2 separate regions of the Mus musculus genome follow, and region 1 is linked to region 2. A link is a contact called in public HiChIP or PLAC-seq data. All regions are on one chromosome and are shown on one strand. Each heading gives the region's core, a stretch centred on a gene start, on an enhancer-like site or on the middle of the called end of the contact. The rest is flanking DNA. Distances are from core to core; before and after follow the strand shown. Region 1 has its middle 5.9 kb from the start of Gm46068. Region 2 holds the start of Saraf (store-operated calcium entry-associated regulatory factor).

Region 1 (6,978 bases), core at 1,385-3,884, 420 kb after region 2:
CCCTCCAGACATGCCTACAACCTTCTGACTTAGGTCTGAAGCTTTCCTGTAAAGTCTTTTATGGGTGGAAAGCCCATGCCCACACTGCATATGGCTGTCCATGCCTCTGACTAGTTTTCCCTTCCCAGGCTCCAGAAAGTAACTGTCAGGTTTTTACTACATTGTTTTGTTCTTGAGACCTTTACAAACCACAAAAGCTTGATATTACAGCAAATGATAAGGTCCACCAGCAGGCTCTCAAGATACATTCTCAGAGTCTTAATACCGTCCAAGTAATCCAGACATATTTCAATTTTTTTGTTTGTTTTGTTTTGTTTGTTTGTTTGTTTTATTTTTCAAGACAGGGTTTCTCTGTGTAGCCCTGGGTGTCCTGGAACTTACTTTGTAGACCAAGCTGACCTCAAACTCTGAAATCCACCTGCCTCTGCCTCCCGAATGCTGGGATTAAAGGCATGTGCCCCCACTACCTGGCTCGACATATTTCAACAGGACAAAAAAAGATACTGCAATATGACTTCCCAGTCTCCTCCTACATACTGGGAACATTGAAGTCACATGTTCAAAAACTAGAGAAGTGACCTCTATTAGTATAGATTAGAACTTTCTGCTATATTAATTTATAAACCAAGTCATTGTTTGGGAAGATAGCTTAGTCAGTAAAGGGTTTTCCTTAAAGCATGAAGACTTGAATTCAGTGCTCAGAATCCATGTTTTGTTTTGTTTTGTTTTGTTTTGTTTTGTTTTGTTTTGTTTTGTTTTAATGTCAACCATGGTCATGTGTACTTGGAATCCCTGTGGTGAAGAGAAAGCAGAGGCTAGAGTCTACTCACTGATTTCCAGACCAGCATGAGTCCCTGTCAAAGAAAACAAGAGAGAACAGTACCCAAGGTTGACCTCTGGCATCCACGTGCACACAAGTGTGCATACACAGGCAGGCACACACACACACACACACATACACACACTGTACACATACAACATTGAGTAAACAGATGGTTGACTAGAAAGCATGGATAGATTTCATGAGATTAAGTTGCAAGCTCTATTCATGAATGGAGAAATGCAAAGAGGAGCATCCAGAATATGGGATGAGATTAAAATTTGATGTCACCAGGACTTGATACTAGCAGGAAACCAAGTAAATTTGGATAATATTGATCTCTTCTTCCCCATACTGTCAATAAAAATAGAACATTCCTTAAATATTAACACAAGACAGAGAATGTCTCCATTAAGGAATACTTTTACTTAGAATGCAAAATGAAAGCTAACATAATCTCAGAAGCAGATACAGATTTGTCTGTGGGGAAATGGTGCCCTGACAGATGCTTCAGTGACAACTAGGGACTTAGAACACTAGGGAGGGACAGGAACTGTGAGAAACTGTCAGTGTGTCCATAGTGGAGGTTGGAACAGAGAGTCTGGTGCTTTCTAGTAAACAACCCCTACCCTGGTGACAATGGGTAAAACCAGCAACCTCTCCTGAGCCTCTGACCTCTTTATTTTTGACTCCACAATGGATTCACTGGATAGCATTGATTCTTTGGATAGTGCAGATTTTGTGTACCAAATCAACTTCCATATTAGAAAGAGAATATTCTAACCTTCCAAAAAGAGTTTTTAAGCAGCTCCTTCAGAGATCTATTTCTTAATAAAAAATCATGCTTTGCCTTTTTTTGTTCAGTGAGCCAGGCCTCCAGGAACAAATGAACTATGCCTGGTTAAGCTGACAAAGCTTTCTAAATCCCATGTCTACGTTGCAAAGCATCCTGGGAAGTAGTTTCTTACTACAACCCAAGCTCCAGGATGAACATATTATTGAACTTTCTCCAAAAGGAGGTACCTTATCAAGAGTACCATCCAAGGCTGTGATGGGAGAAAGAGCAAATGCCTTATGACTAGGGAAGATGATACTCATTTTGAGTTATGGCTCAAACACTAGCAATGGAGGCTCAAACCACAAGAATTCCTGTGGAAATCATTTTATAGTTACTGATGACGGACCTGCTTGGTGTGAGATAGTGCAAGGGAGACAAAGCTAAAACATCCAGAGACACTTTCACTCTAAAAAAGGAGAGGTGATCATTTGTGTAGCTGGAAGTAGAGACTAGTAATCACATAGAAGACTTAGTTCCATGGCTGTGGTAGTTTGGACAGGGACATGTTACTTCTAACAATGTATTGTGTGCTATTCTAGACATCAGGTTTGTGTTGGCTTATTTAATTCTCTAGTAACTAGAAAGTATGTAGTATTATTAATCCTGTTTATGGACTCATAGAAAATGAGAAAAATGCTGGGCAGTGGTGGTGTACGCCTTTAATCCCAACACTTGGGAGGCAGAGGCAGGAGGATTTCTGAGTTTGAGGCCAGCCTGGTCTACAGAGTGAGTTCCAGGACAGCCAGGGCTATACAGAGAAACCCTTTCTGGAAAAATCAAAAGGAAAAAAGAAAGTGAGAAAATCATTCATAGTCCTAGTGGCTAACCAGGGGCACGAACTGTGGCTGTCCCACAGTCCTTGCTCTTGGTCACTACCTTGCTGTCTTGTGATTGGCAGGTGGAAGCCAATCAAGCTTGCAGGGAGGAGGGGATGTTTACACAGAGCCTGGAGCTGGGTGGGGCATTTGATCCGTAAACATAGGAGGGACCACATTCCTAGCAAAGTAAACAGTGTGAGGAGAAGCAGGGGGCCTGGCATCCCTAGGCTTATTGTTTCCTCGGGAGCCAACAATAGTCCCACAGCCCCAGCACAAGGGCGAGTTCAGAAATAATAACTTAGCAACCTAAAGAGCCAGAAGGAAAGGCCAAGCAGGAGGAGCAGACAATGGCTGAATGTAGCCTTTGGAACTTCAATTTCCACGATTTGTATGGAGTCTCTCTATTCCAATCTCTAGGCGAATAGCTGACTTGAAAAGGAAGCATAAGTTCTATCAAGGAAAATCTCTTCCTGAGTAATTCAAGTTATATCCCAAACTGCAGATACAGGTTTAGGGCAGAGTGCTTGCTTAGCATGTGCCAGACCCTGAGATAATGTCTGTCTGCCGGACCATCGGTTGGTCAGATGGTCAGTTGGTCTATTTACCTATCATCTGTCTCCGTTGTGTGGTGCTAAGGATCAAAGCCAGAACCTAACACAAGGTAACTAAGCATACTTGCATTGAGTTCCAGCGCAAGCCTTGTCTCATTAGGAGACAGCGGTGCCTCTGTAAAATTACTCAGGCTAACCTTGGGCTCACTCTGTAATCCAGGCAGGTTCTGAATTTGGGAGTCTTCAGCTTCAGTACCCTGAGTAGATGACAGATTGTGGGTGTGCATCACTAGACCTGGCCAGCGAGTGAGATGTCTTCTATTGCTACAAAGCTTATCTCTCGAGATTTTAAGAGCAGTCTTCATGAGCAGTCAGTCATATTGCTTATGAATAGTGGAACTGAGAATTAAGGTGTAAGAAATATTACAAGTAAACCTATGTTGTTCCCTTTCACGGATCGCTAATGTGTTTCATATCTCACATGAATTAAAACCATGATTCCAAACCAGGAAGACGGAAGAACAAGGTCTATCAAAGCTGAGTTGAGAGGAATGAGTATGCTGAGGCTCTATGAACCCTTCTTTTCCAGGGTGACATGGGTGGGGGGCTGTAGCTTCTTCAGACATGTGAGCCAGCCTGGGCTCACGTTCCCAGAATCTGGAAGAAGGTGAGAAGTTACTGTGGAAGTGGTACAAGTAGTTCCTATTTGAAGCAAATGTGGTCCAGATGTTAGTTCCATTGGTCTTCCATCCCATCCCTTCATCCTAACTAGGAAAAGAAGGATCTCTGGGCTTGACCCCATGCAGACTTTTGGTTCTCACAATTCCATCTCCTATCTGTGCTGCCTGGAGGAAGTTAATTACTTCTGTGATTAATCTGTTTATTTACACAGAAAGTAAAGATTATAACATTTTATTGAAAGGTCACTGAAAAATCACCCAGGTGGATGGTGTGAAGCTCTTCGCATGGTGCCTGCACACCACAGATGCTCAGAAAGACTCCCTTCTCCCTTCCTTTGCCCTTCCCATCTTCCTTCTGACATCACCCACATCCTCAGAGCACCTCACAGCATTCTCAGCATGTGCTGTTACCACCTTACCTAGTTTGTCTCTGAAAACCAGAGACTCAACCCTTCCCAAGGAGAAAACTAGAACCAAGTTTAAAAAGTAGAATTGACTTTGTGGCCTAGTCGTGGCTTTTCTGAGAAATGCTGCTAAGAAAAGGGAGCTAAAATTAAAGGAGAGCATGCTGTTAAAAGAGAAAACATTCAGGCCTCCTGAAATGGTATTTTGATCAACATTTATCTGTTGAAGTAGCTGCTCATTTATGCCTCTGCCCAACACAGATCCAACAAGGTCTTCAGATAAAGATTCTTAACTCTCTACCTCCTTCCTCTAGATTAGTTACTGTCTGTTACTGTGATGAAACACCATGACCAAGACACCTTATAAATAAAAGCATTTAATTTGGGGCTTGGTGTTTCAAAAGATTAGCGTCCAACTTGTATTTCCACCTCACTAGTTATTGTAATCATCTAGGAATGATTTGCGGTGTGTAGGAAGATATGCATAGTTTATATGCAAATTCTCTACCATTATGTAAGGGATTGGAGTGTTTGTAGATTTGGTTATGACTGGGGTTGTTGAGGGATGGTTTGAGGCACTGTGTATTCAAATGCTGAATTCTATGCCCAGATGGCCCGTTGCAGTACAGACAATGGTATGGTCAATCATCGCCAGTCTTTATGTTATGCAAAAGTTGTCTTCCAACACCCCTGATTGGTTAATAAAAGAGCTGATGAGCCAATTAGCTGTGAAGAAGAGAATAGGGTGGGACTTCTGATCTGAATCAGTGAGTCCCAGAGAGGGGGGGGGGGAATAGAGGACCATGAGGATAGGAAAGACTAAGAGGATTTACCATGAGGTCTCAATGAAAGAACAACAGTCAGGAGGACACACATGGACAGAGCGAGCCAAGGCAAGATCAGATGGCATGTAATGGGACATGTTGCTGGGTAATAAATAGCCTAGTCAGGCCAGAGTAGCTCAGAACCTACCCAGCTTAAGCTTGCAGACTTAATAAATATACCAAGTCTCTGTATTCAGGAGCTAAAACTGGCTAGGGGAAGCATAGAAATGCCCTGAAGTTATATAGGCATTAAGGAGGCTAAGAAACCCCCCAAGAATTACATTTATAGGCATCCTGGATCTATTCTCCATGTATGCCAAGGGCTGACAACATCACATGTAGGATAGAGATAATGGATGTAAGTAGCAGTATATGAGCAACTGTTGTGGATTTGGCAATTTTTTTTTTATGTTAAACCTTTATCTCACACTAAAAATAGAAATAAGTAGTGGCTATATTAAATATAAATGTGCTAAAGGTAAAAAGAAAGAAAACTTTAGGAATAATTAGAAAGACTTCTAGAGACCCCTTCTGATTGGTGAAGATAACTTCTTAAATATGTAAGAAAGGACCAATAATCAATAATACATATTGTTAACAATCTTATAAATCATTAACTGAGAGAAACAACCTAAAAATATGAACACAGAGGAAATGTCTAATAAAAACAGGTGAAAGTAAAACCTGTTATCAGAGGCTTAACATTTAAACTCCATAAAGATGTATTTGTTGTCTGTCAAGTAAGTAGAACATTGGGTTGGTAATATGATTCTGTGCTGACAGGAGGATAGAAAATGGAATTCCAGTTTAGTATGAGTTGGGAAGTAAGCAGGTGTCATTTTTGTGATAGACAGTTTGGTAGAGGTTATCACTATTTAACATGAATGCATTCTTTCATATGTCAAATTCACTTGGAAGCATTTATGCAGAGAGTAGACATGATATTTATAAAGAACCAAGCAAGCCATTCACGGCAGCATTATGGGATCTGACAGCAGAAGACTAGACCCAGATTAAATTCCTATCATATGGGAAGGAAAAGAAAAGCCGTAACACATCCATCCTTGGTAACAAATGTGTTATAGACTGTAGTGCCATAGGTAGAGGGCATGAGCTGGGCATCTGCTCTGCTGCAGATGGATCATCAACATTTATTGTAATTTGAAAATTAAGAATTGCAGAGTAACAGACCTAGTTTGGTTTTATTTAAAGAGTACATGCAAAAAAAAAATCATGTCTCTATGTGTTTGTGCTCTCACAGATTTAGAAAAAAACAAGCAACCATTTTTAAAAAGTGCCCATCTCTGGTAAGAAAGGGATGCGTTCTGATGAGCTGAGGAGAGGCTGTCTCCTGCCAGTCTGTTCTCCCATCCTGTCAACAGGCCAGGGTTGAAGGTTTGGGTATTTAACCCACTGTAATACATTCTTGAAGTGGAATTGCTGTGTTTCGGGGTAAGAAGAGACCTTCTTTATTCCAAAAATGTAATCAAAGACACAATCTCTCTCTCTTTTTTCTTTTCTTTTTTTTTTTCAGTACCTTGGGCTCTCACATAAGATCTCAAAGGAGTCTTACATGTCTCTCTGTGTGAGAGAAGCCAGAATTTTGTTAGTCCCTTTCAGTCAGTGGAAGAAAGGTTGGCATAGTCTGGTATGTGGAGTTTCTCCATAGCAGGCTTTTTAATTTATGGTAGAAATTGCTATAACAATGCTGAAGAAGTCTGACACTTACAGGCTACGATACAAATAAACCCGGATGCAGATGCTCGCAGCCAAGCATTGGACTGAACACAGGGTCCCCAGTGGAGGAGTTAGGGGAAGGACTGAAGGAGCTGAAAGGTTTGAAACCCCATAGGAAGAACAATAGTATCAACCAACCAGGTCCCCCCACCCCCAGAGTTCCATGGACTAAACCACCAACCAAAGAGTACACATGGATTGACCCATGGCTCCAGCTGCATATGTAGCAGAGGGAGGCTTTGTCAGACATCAATGAGAGGAGAGGTCCTTGGTCCTGTGAAGGCTCTGTGCCCTAGTGTAGGGGAA
Region 2 (7,735 bases), core at 1,971-4,470:
CTCTAATTTTCCAGCAACAGTGACCAATACGGATCACTGTCTCTCCCAATACCATATTGCTACCTCCCTTTTGTTTCCTTCTTTTACTCTTTTTTTAATTCTCTCTCTCTCTCTCTCTCTCTCTCTCTCTCTCTCTCTCTCTCTCTCTCTCTCTGTTTATGGAGAGGTATACCATGTAGCGGTCAGAAGAGAACTTTATGGAGTTCTCGCCTTTATCCTTAATATGGTGTCCTAATTTTCTTTTTACTGCTGTGATTATTATTTTCTGACCAAAAGCAACTTGGGGAGGAGTTTGTTTCATCTTATAGCTCAGTCATCGTTTCCTTCTTTGAGGAAAGTCAGGGCAGAAACTCAAAGGTAGGAACCCGAAGGCAGGAACTGAAGCAGAGGCCATTGGAGCAACCGTGCTTACCAGCTTTTTTTTTTTTTTTTTTTTTTTTTTTTTTTTTTTTTTTTTTTCCTGAGACAGGGTTTCTCTGTGTAGCCCTGGCTGTCCTGGAACTCACTTTGTAGACCAGGCTGGCCTCAAACTCAGAAATCCGCCTGCCTCTGCCTCCCGAGTGCTGGGATTAAAGGCGTGCGCCACCACCGCCCAGCTTCAGCTCGCTTTCTTACACAGCCCAGAACCATCCGCCTCTGTTCTGACAAGACCCCGAGTGAGTCGGGCCCTCCCATCAGTTATTGATTAAGAAAACGTTCCTACAGACTCGTCTACTGACCAGTCTGGTGAGATTCCCTCTTCCCATATGATTTTAGCTTTTACGTCAAGTTGACAAACAAACAAACAAACACAACACCCCTCCCATCCCCTGCAAACCACCACCACTAACCAGTACGTATGGGTGTCAAGGATCAAAATGAAGACTTTGTGGCAAAAGGGTCTTTATCTGTAGCGCCACCTCACTGCTCCCCTTGCTTGCTTACTTTACCAGGGATCACTTTTAAAAGTATTTCTAGGATCTTCAACTCAAGATAGAAACAGCAGTACAGTTTTCTGAGCTGATAGCACTCCTGCGAACATGGTGAAAATACCTAAGACCCGCCGTTTAGAGCTCACCTCGTCCAGCAAGAAAAAAAACGCAACACGGTCGGATTCTTCTCAACAGCCTTTTTTATTTCAGGAACACCTTGATGCTACAGGAACCTCCGGAAACCCAGGGAGGACAGCTTATATACACCCCAGCACTGGGGAGAGCTATGTGTCCTCCTGGGATTGGCCAGTCTGCTGGCACTTTGATTTGTATGCACCCGCTCGGGAGGGGTTGGCGGCAGATATGAGCTAGCAGCGACGGTGTACCGGAGGCCGGCGCATGGCGCCCGGCTGTCTACACCGCCGGACATTCTGCAAGAAATGTGGGAAGCACCAAGCCCAGAAGGCGACACAGTACGAGAAGAGCGAGGATTCTTTGTATGTCCAGGGAAAGACAGGAAACAGAGTGGCTATAGTGGGCAGATTAAGCCTATTTTTCCCAAAAAGGCAACGACAAAGAAGATTGTGCTGAGCCTGGAGTGCATCGAGTCCAACTGCAGATCTAAGAGGATGCTGGCTATTAAGTGAGCATTTTGAACTGGGAGGAGATAAGAAGAGAAAGGACCAAGTGATCAAGTTCTAAGACAATTTTGTTATGAAGACAATAAAATCTTGACCTTTCACCCCCTAGAAAAAAGAAAAGAAAAACAGCAGTATAATCTCATAGGTTGTCCCTTCGCTCCTCTTTGTCTTGTCTAAATTTTATGTCTATCTGCCTCTTTCTATGGCATCAAAACCAGCTGGATTTTACATTAGCTTTGAACTTTGAGTGTGGCTATCTCTTGTCTACTTGGCCTGCCTGCTTGTACACTTAGCACTCGCCTCCAACTCAGTCAGTGAAGGACAGAACCATGTATTATCTGTTTGGAATTTTAAGATTGCTGGGTTCCATCCAGAGCTCCCGTGTTCCATCTCCTGTTCTTAGTTTCCTAGAAACTTAGTTTCACTGGTCTTGTTTGCCTATCTCATGCCTCCAACTTTAAAGTTCTCCATTGTATCTACACTGTCTAGTACAGTACCTGCCAGGTAGGTTCTGACAAGTGTGTTAGAATCTCAACCTAAAAAGGCTGTGTGGATGACTGACTGCTTCTGAAAACATAGCCAGAGCAGGGTATTGGGGTACTGGGTGGGGGAGAGGGGGGGATGGAATGAGGTGAGGGGTGAGTGGAGGTGGGGTGAGATGTTAACCACTAAGCCACTGGCCATGAGGTTAGATTTCTACTTTTTTTTTTTAAGATTAATTTATTTTATTCATACGAGTACACTACAGCTGTCTTCAGACACACCAGAAGAGGGCATCAGATCCCATTACAGATGGTTGTGAGTCACCATGTGGTTGCTGGGAATTGAACTCAGGACCTCTGCAAGAGCAGTCAGTGCCCTTAACTGCTGAGCCAACTCTCCAGCCAAGACCTCTACCTTTTTTTTTTTTTTTAATGAGTTCTTTTCTTATTATTCACATCTCAAGCTTCAAAGTAATTCCCCTAGGCGGGCCCTTCCAGAATTTGCCTCTCAGTGTGTATTATCTTGTTTTATTTTTGATAACAAACTTACTAATTATTATTCTTATTTTTTTTGTCCTGTGCTATATCATCTTAAGCTTACCGAATACGAGGACCTTGTTATTTTCCATGGCTAAAACAGTGGCTGTCTTATTTTGTATTTTATGTTATATTAGGTATTCAACATGTACTTGTTGAATGACCGCATCCAAGAAACTCAGACTCGCACCAGACTTCAAAGCACAGAGAAACGTTTTTGTCTGGGTGGTTGAACTGTGCGAAGGGTCCATGCTCAGAAATCACAAAGTCATTCCCTTGGTGCCTTTCTGCCTGATTCCCTTTTAGTACATGGTAACTGAACATCAATCTTAAGCAGGTCCCCAACCTGCAAAATAACGCCCTACAGAAAGATTACTGGAATTTTGAATTTAAGTATTATTAGATTATTTCCTCGATTTCCCTTTCAGAAAGTTTCTAACTTCTAAAACTTTGGCAGCTTTGCACTGAACGAACCTTCCGGAACATTTGAGCACTCGCTAGGGTACCACGGTACTGACAAGTCAGAAGGTGTCTGCCCCGAGACTCCGCCCACGCGACAGCGCCCTGTCTGGTCCCGCCCACAAGGCGGTGCCACGCTAGGGGCGGGGCCGAACGCGACCAGTCACGGACGCCTACGTGCCGCAGCGGCAGTGACGTCAGATTGGCGCAGGACAAAGTAACGTCGCGTCTTGCTGCTGTCAGGTGGTCCCTTTTATGGTGGGTTCCTGTGGTCGCTGCGCAGCGGCTGGCCGACTTCCGCAGCGGGTCTCGGGCCACCGAGCGCCGTCTTCACCCAGCGCCATGGCTGTGGCCGCTGTCGGCCGCCCGAGAGCCCTGCGCTGCCCGCTGTTGCTCCTGCTGTCACTCCTGCTGGTAGCCGGCCCTGCGCTGGGCTGGAACGACCCTGGTGAGTGCCGCCCTGCGGGTGCCCGGCCTCTTCATCACTACCCCCTTTGGACCACTTTCCTCCTGTCTGTCTTCTCCTGGCTTCTTTGCTTTGCCTCTAGGAGTGGGCGGGGCGCACGAATCCGTTCTGAAAAGTTCTCCAGGTCCTCGGACTCCCAGATGGTCCGCTTTTCTTGTTCTGTAGGCCGCATCCTTGAGTCCTGATGACAAGTTTGACTCTCTACCTGCGCATCTTGTCTTGTTATCATGGCTGTTCGATGTCATCATCGCCCACTGTTGTCATGGCTGCCTGTTGCTATGGCTCGTCGTTACCATGCACCCAGTGGTCTGAGTCCCGAGTAGGGGCCAGGACAGCAAACCTGGATTCCTGCTGTTTATTCTAATTAGTGCCGCAAACTGCGTTGTTTATACTAGCTTTCTTCATACTTTTCACCATGCATGCATGGTGAAATCTAAAATACAATTTCTTAACTTTTATGTAAAAATACATGCAAATTGGTTTGATGGGGAGCGCTCTCGCTCGCGGACCCCCTCCCTCTGTTATTAAAATGTAGAAATAAACTCTTAAATTTAAATGACATTTAAATGACAATTAAAATGACATTTTTTTTTTTTTTTGGCTTGGAGTGGAAAGCTGTCAGGCATGGAAAATACAGCAATGGCAGTGTATGCCTGGATTTTGAATTTAATCAACAGGTTTATTTTTGAAAGATAATTTTGTTCGTGGTTTTGAATTTAAACAACAGGTTTATTTTTGAAAGATAATTTTGTTCGTGCGTGCTGAAGTGGGTCAGTGCAGTTGCTCTGCACGGCCGACTGACTGAGCTTTAACTTGATAAGTATGCCTTGCCATGCTGTTTGGAATAAATTGCCTGTACACTTTGCCCAAGTAATCCTAGAAGGTTGTGTGAAAAACCAAGAGACTTGATTACAATTCATTGAAAATCTGGGGAACTTTGGAGATGTAGGCTCAGGGGAATTATAAGGAGAAACACAACCACATTTAAATTAATGGTGAACCACTTCCTGGTGGTTCTTACTCTACTTTTGCTGTAAAATTATTGTTCTGGAACGAAAAGCACCAAAATATTTTGCATCGTTAACTCAATTGGTTTCTACCTCATTTTAAGACGTTTAGGAACTGTTGTATGAAGGTACCTGATTGGAGTATCGATTATTAAGGTGTAGTCAAGCAACTCCTTAATTTATTTTTTGTTTCCTTTCTGTAAACACTTATTAATACATCTGGGAGAGAAAAAAAGCACCATTCAAAGATTACTTAAACATTTTCATTTTTTTTCTTGAATATTCCTTTAAGCCAGGGGTTCTTAACCTGTGGGTCGAAATCCCTTGGGGAAGGGCAAATGACCCTTTCACAAGGGGTCACCTTTGGAAAACAGATACTTAGATTACTACTCATAACAGTAGCAAAATTACAGTTATGAAGTAGCAGTGAAGAGAATTTTATGTTTGGAGCCACCATAGCATGAGGAACTAACTGCATTAAAGGTTTGAAGCCTGATGAAGGCTGCCTGCCCAAGCTCTCTGTGTTTGGATGCTGAGAGTGTCATGTAGTGAAATCAGTTACGGACACTGGTTTGAAGGCAGAAGGGAACTTTAAAAATTTCCACCATTAAAGTGATGTTTTTCAGAAACCTAAAGGGTGGGAGGTGTAAATGATACGATTTAAAAATATGAGAGTTCATGTGGGCTGTCATTTGGAAAGCAGGCTGAAATGTAGGTGGGAGGGAAACAGGCCAGTGAAAGGTGATTTTTATAGTAGGTTCTCAGAGCAGTGACCTCCTTAGGTGGGGAGGAGCCAATAGAGTTGGATTATCTCACAGGTTTTGAAGTTGGGTATTGTGATTGGGTGTGAAGGGGCAGATAAGGGCTGGGGGTGGCAGTGAGGGGCATACCTTCAATCCCAGCCCTGGGATGCAGAGGTCATGGGATCTCTGAAGTGAAGGCCAGCTGGATCTAGACAGCAAGTCCCAAGACAGCCAGGGCTGCACAGGCAAACCCCATGCTTTTCCTTTTTTTTTTTTTAGGGGCAGATAAGGATGGGCAGACCTTCTGGCTTGGCTAGAGTGACTAAAGTGTTAATCAGTTTCCTGAAATGCTGCCAAGTGTAGGGAGAATTGGGTTAGGGGCCTTTCGTTATCTTAAACCTGACACCTGAGGAAAGATTTTTGAATTAGGAGTCTGGAGTTCAGAGGATTCTTTGTGTGCTTTGTCTGGTGTAACAAGTTGGGGCCGGTAATTTGTTCTTAACCTTGAAAGCTCTCTAGAGAATGGTGCTTTGGGGTTATGATAATTATACTCCTGTGTATATAGTTCTTAATATTTTCTAGCAGTCAGTTTTAATGAATTGTATTTAAGGTTAACAATAAATTCAAAGGCCACAATCTTAACTTTATAGGTGATGAAACTTATGAACAGACAAATTTATTGCCTTGGCCAAAGTCATGTTAAGTTGGTGAGGCCAATTTAGTTCAGTGGTTTTTGCATTATTAAATTGTCCTTTGATAAATTCAATTATTACTCTTAGAGTATTAAGTGTTTCTTCTAAAGTCATAGATCATTTTCATTGTTTTAGTTTTTTTATGTATGAGGTAGTAATTGGATTTAGTATAACAAACTTTAATATAGTTCTTAGAAATTTTAGATTTTAAAAAAGGGTTTATTGTAATTGTTTTACTTATATCCACAGAGGTCAGAGGTGTGAGATACTTCAGAGCTGGGTTTACAGGCATGTGGAAGCCACTTAATATGGGCGCTGGGACTTGAATTCAGGTCCTCAGGAAGAGCAGTATATGCTCTTACCTGCTCAGCCATCAGCCATCTCTCCTACCCTACCCGACAGACCTTTTTTTTTTTTTGGAGGCACTGTTTCATATGTCACTAGCCCTGACAAGGTGATTCTGCCTGGGCTCCCAATGTGTTTACATTCTCGATCTTTGTCTCACAGGGAATTGGTTCGTACAGGCGGCAGGTGGATTTCCTTCTGTTGCACTGTCAGTTACCTTATCTCCACTCATTAGAGACATACTTTCTTTCCTTCTTGCTGTCGCTAGGTTAGGTATTGTGTCTGTCTGCAGTCCTTGTTAACACTCGGTAGTGAAGATGCAGTTTTTGGTAAAGTTGAAGTCAAGCATTCATTAGTAAAGAGTCTTCAGTGTGAACTCCAGAAGTTTCCTTACGCGTCTGATCAGGGCTACTGCTGATTGCACTCAGAATTGAACTCAATGGTTTATATCTTATTTATTTATTTTCTTAATTTTAGTTGAGATAGGGTCTCTATGGGTTGTTTTATTTTGCTTTCCTTTTCATTTTTTGAGACATAGGCTTATGTAGCCTAGGCTGACCTTAAACTTCTTTGTAGCCAAGGCTAACCATTCGAGTGATAAAGTAAATTCTTTTGATTTCATAAGAGACACAAAATCAGTTTATTCTGTTTCTACCATGATGGTTAGTCAGTGTGTTAAATTGGCCTTCTCTTTCTTGTGAAGTTACCCTTTGCCCACTTGGATTGAAGAACAATTTGTGTAATGATCTTGGCACTGTCCCAGAGTTTGACCGCTAGTTACTCCGTGTCTAGAAAAGGAAAGTGAAAACAGTTCTAATTCTGTCTTATCCTTAGCTAGCATTATCGAGGATGAAGTGGAGCCTTCCCTTATCAGTGAGGCTGTTTATGAGTTTATTTCCTGCTGGGAAAGCTGGGTTCGTGTTACGTTTTTAATCTTTAATAACTATTTTTTAAAAAGATTTATTTATTTTTATTATATATAAGTACACTGTAGCTGTCTTCAGACACTTCAGAAGAGGGAGTCAGATCTCATTACGGATGGTTGTGAGCCACCATGTGGTTGCTGGGATTTGAACTTCGGACCTTTGGAAGAGCAGTCGGGTGCTCTTACCCACTGAGCCATCTCATCAGCCCTAATAACTATTTTTTAAGGTACGGAAGTAATTGGTTGCCCTGTTAGCAGTGTGTAAACTTTTGATATTCACTGAGTATTATGGTTTCTTGTTTCTATATTTTTCATGACTTGATCCACTGTTTTTAAGTGCAATATGATTTATAAGTGAAAACAAATAATATTTCAGAAGTTAACAAACGTAACATTGATACTGAATGCACTTTATTTTCTTCATGTTTTGAGAGTTTTGTTAATTATATAAAGAGGATGAGCCAAGTTTTGCAACCAAAAATTTTTATTAAAACTGTAGACCACCGAGGTGGCTCAGTGGGTGAAGG

What was found. HiChIP or PLAC-seq counts read pairs in DNA pulled down with a chosen protein or histone mark.
Region 1: an H3K27ac HiChIP or PLAC-seq map of extraembryonic endoderm stem cells shows a contact between it and region 2, with 5 times the contacts expected there. The contact joins the enhancer-like site here to the promoter of Saraf in region 2. A contact is called at or near these places in 2 of 39 promoter capture datasets (the SN4741 cell line and stem cell-derived epiblast-like cells) and 5 of 115 datasets of contacts at active chromatin or transcription factors (bone marrow-derived macrophages, double positive thymocytes, extraembryonic endoderm stem cells and 2 more).

Annotation. Positions count from the first base shown.
Region 1 is chr8:34,575,632-34,582,609 of GRCm38.p6, forward strand. No RefSeq gene overlaps it. Among named protein-coding and RNA genes, the nearest start is that of Gm46068, 5.9 kb to the right of the region's middle. Within about 2 kb of position 2,635, at least 24 of the 459 cell types and tissues checked have an H3K27ac peak or open chromatin away from gene starts, as enhancers often do. A contact at or near this core is called in extraembryonic endoderm stem cells, where this site is marked.
Region 2 is chr8:34,151,359-34,159,093 of GRCm38.p6, forward strand. Saraf (store-operated calcium entry-associated regulatory factor) reads left to right here and starts at 3,221. Exons shown (of 6, transcript NM_026432.4): 1 at 3,221-3,478. The coding sequence starts at 3,373.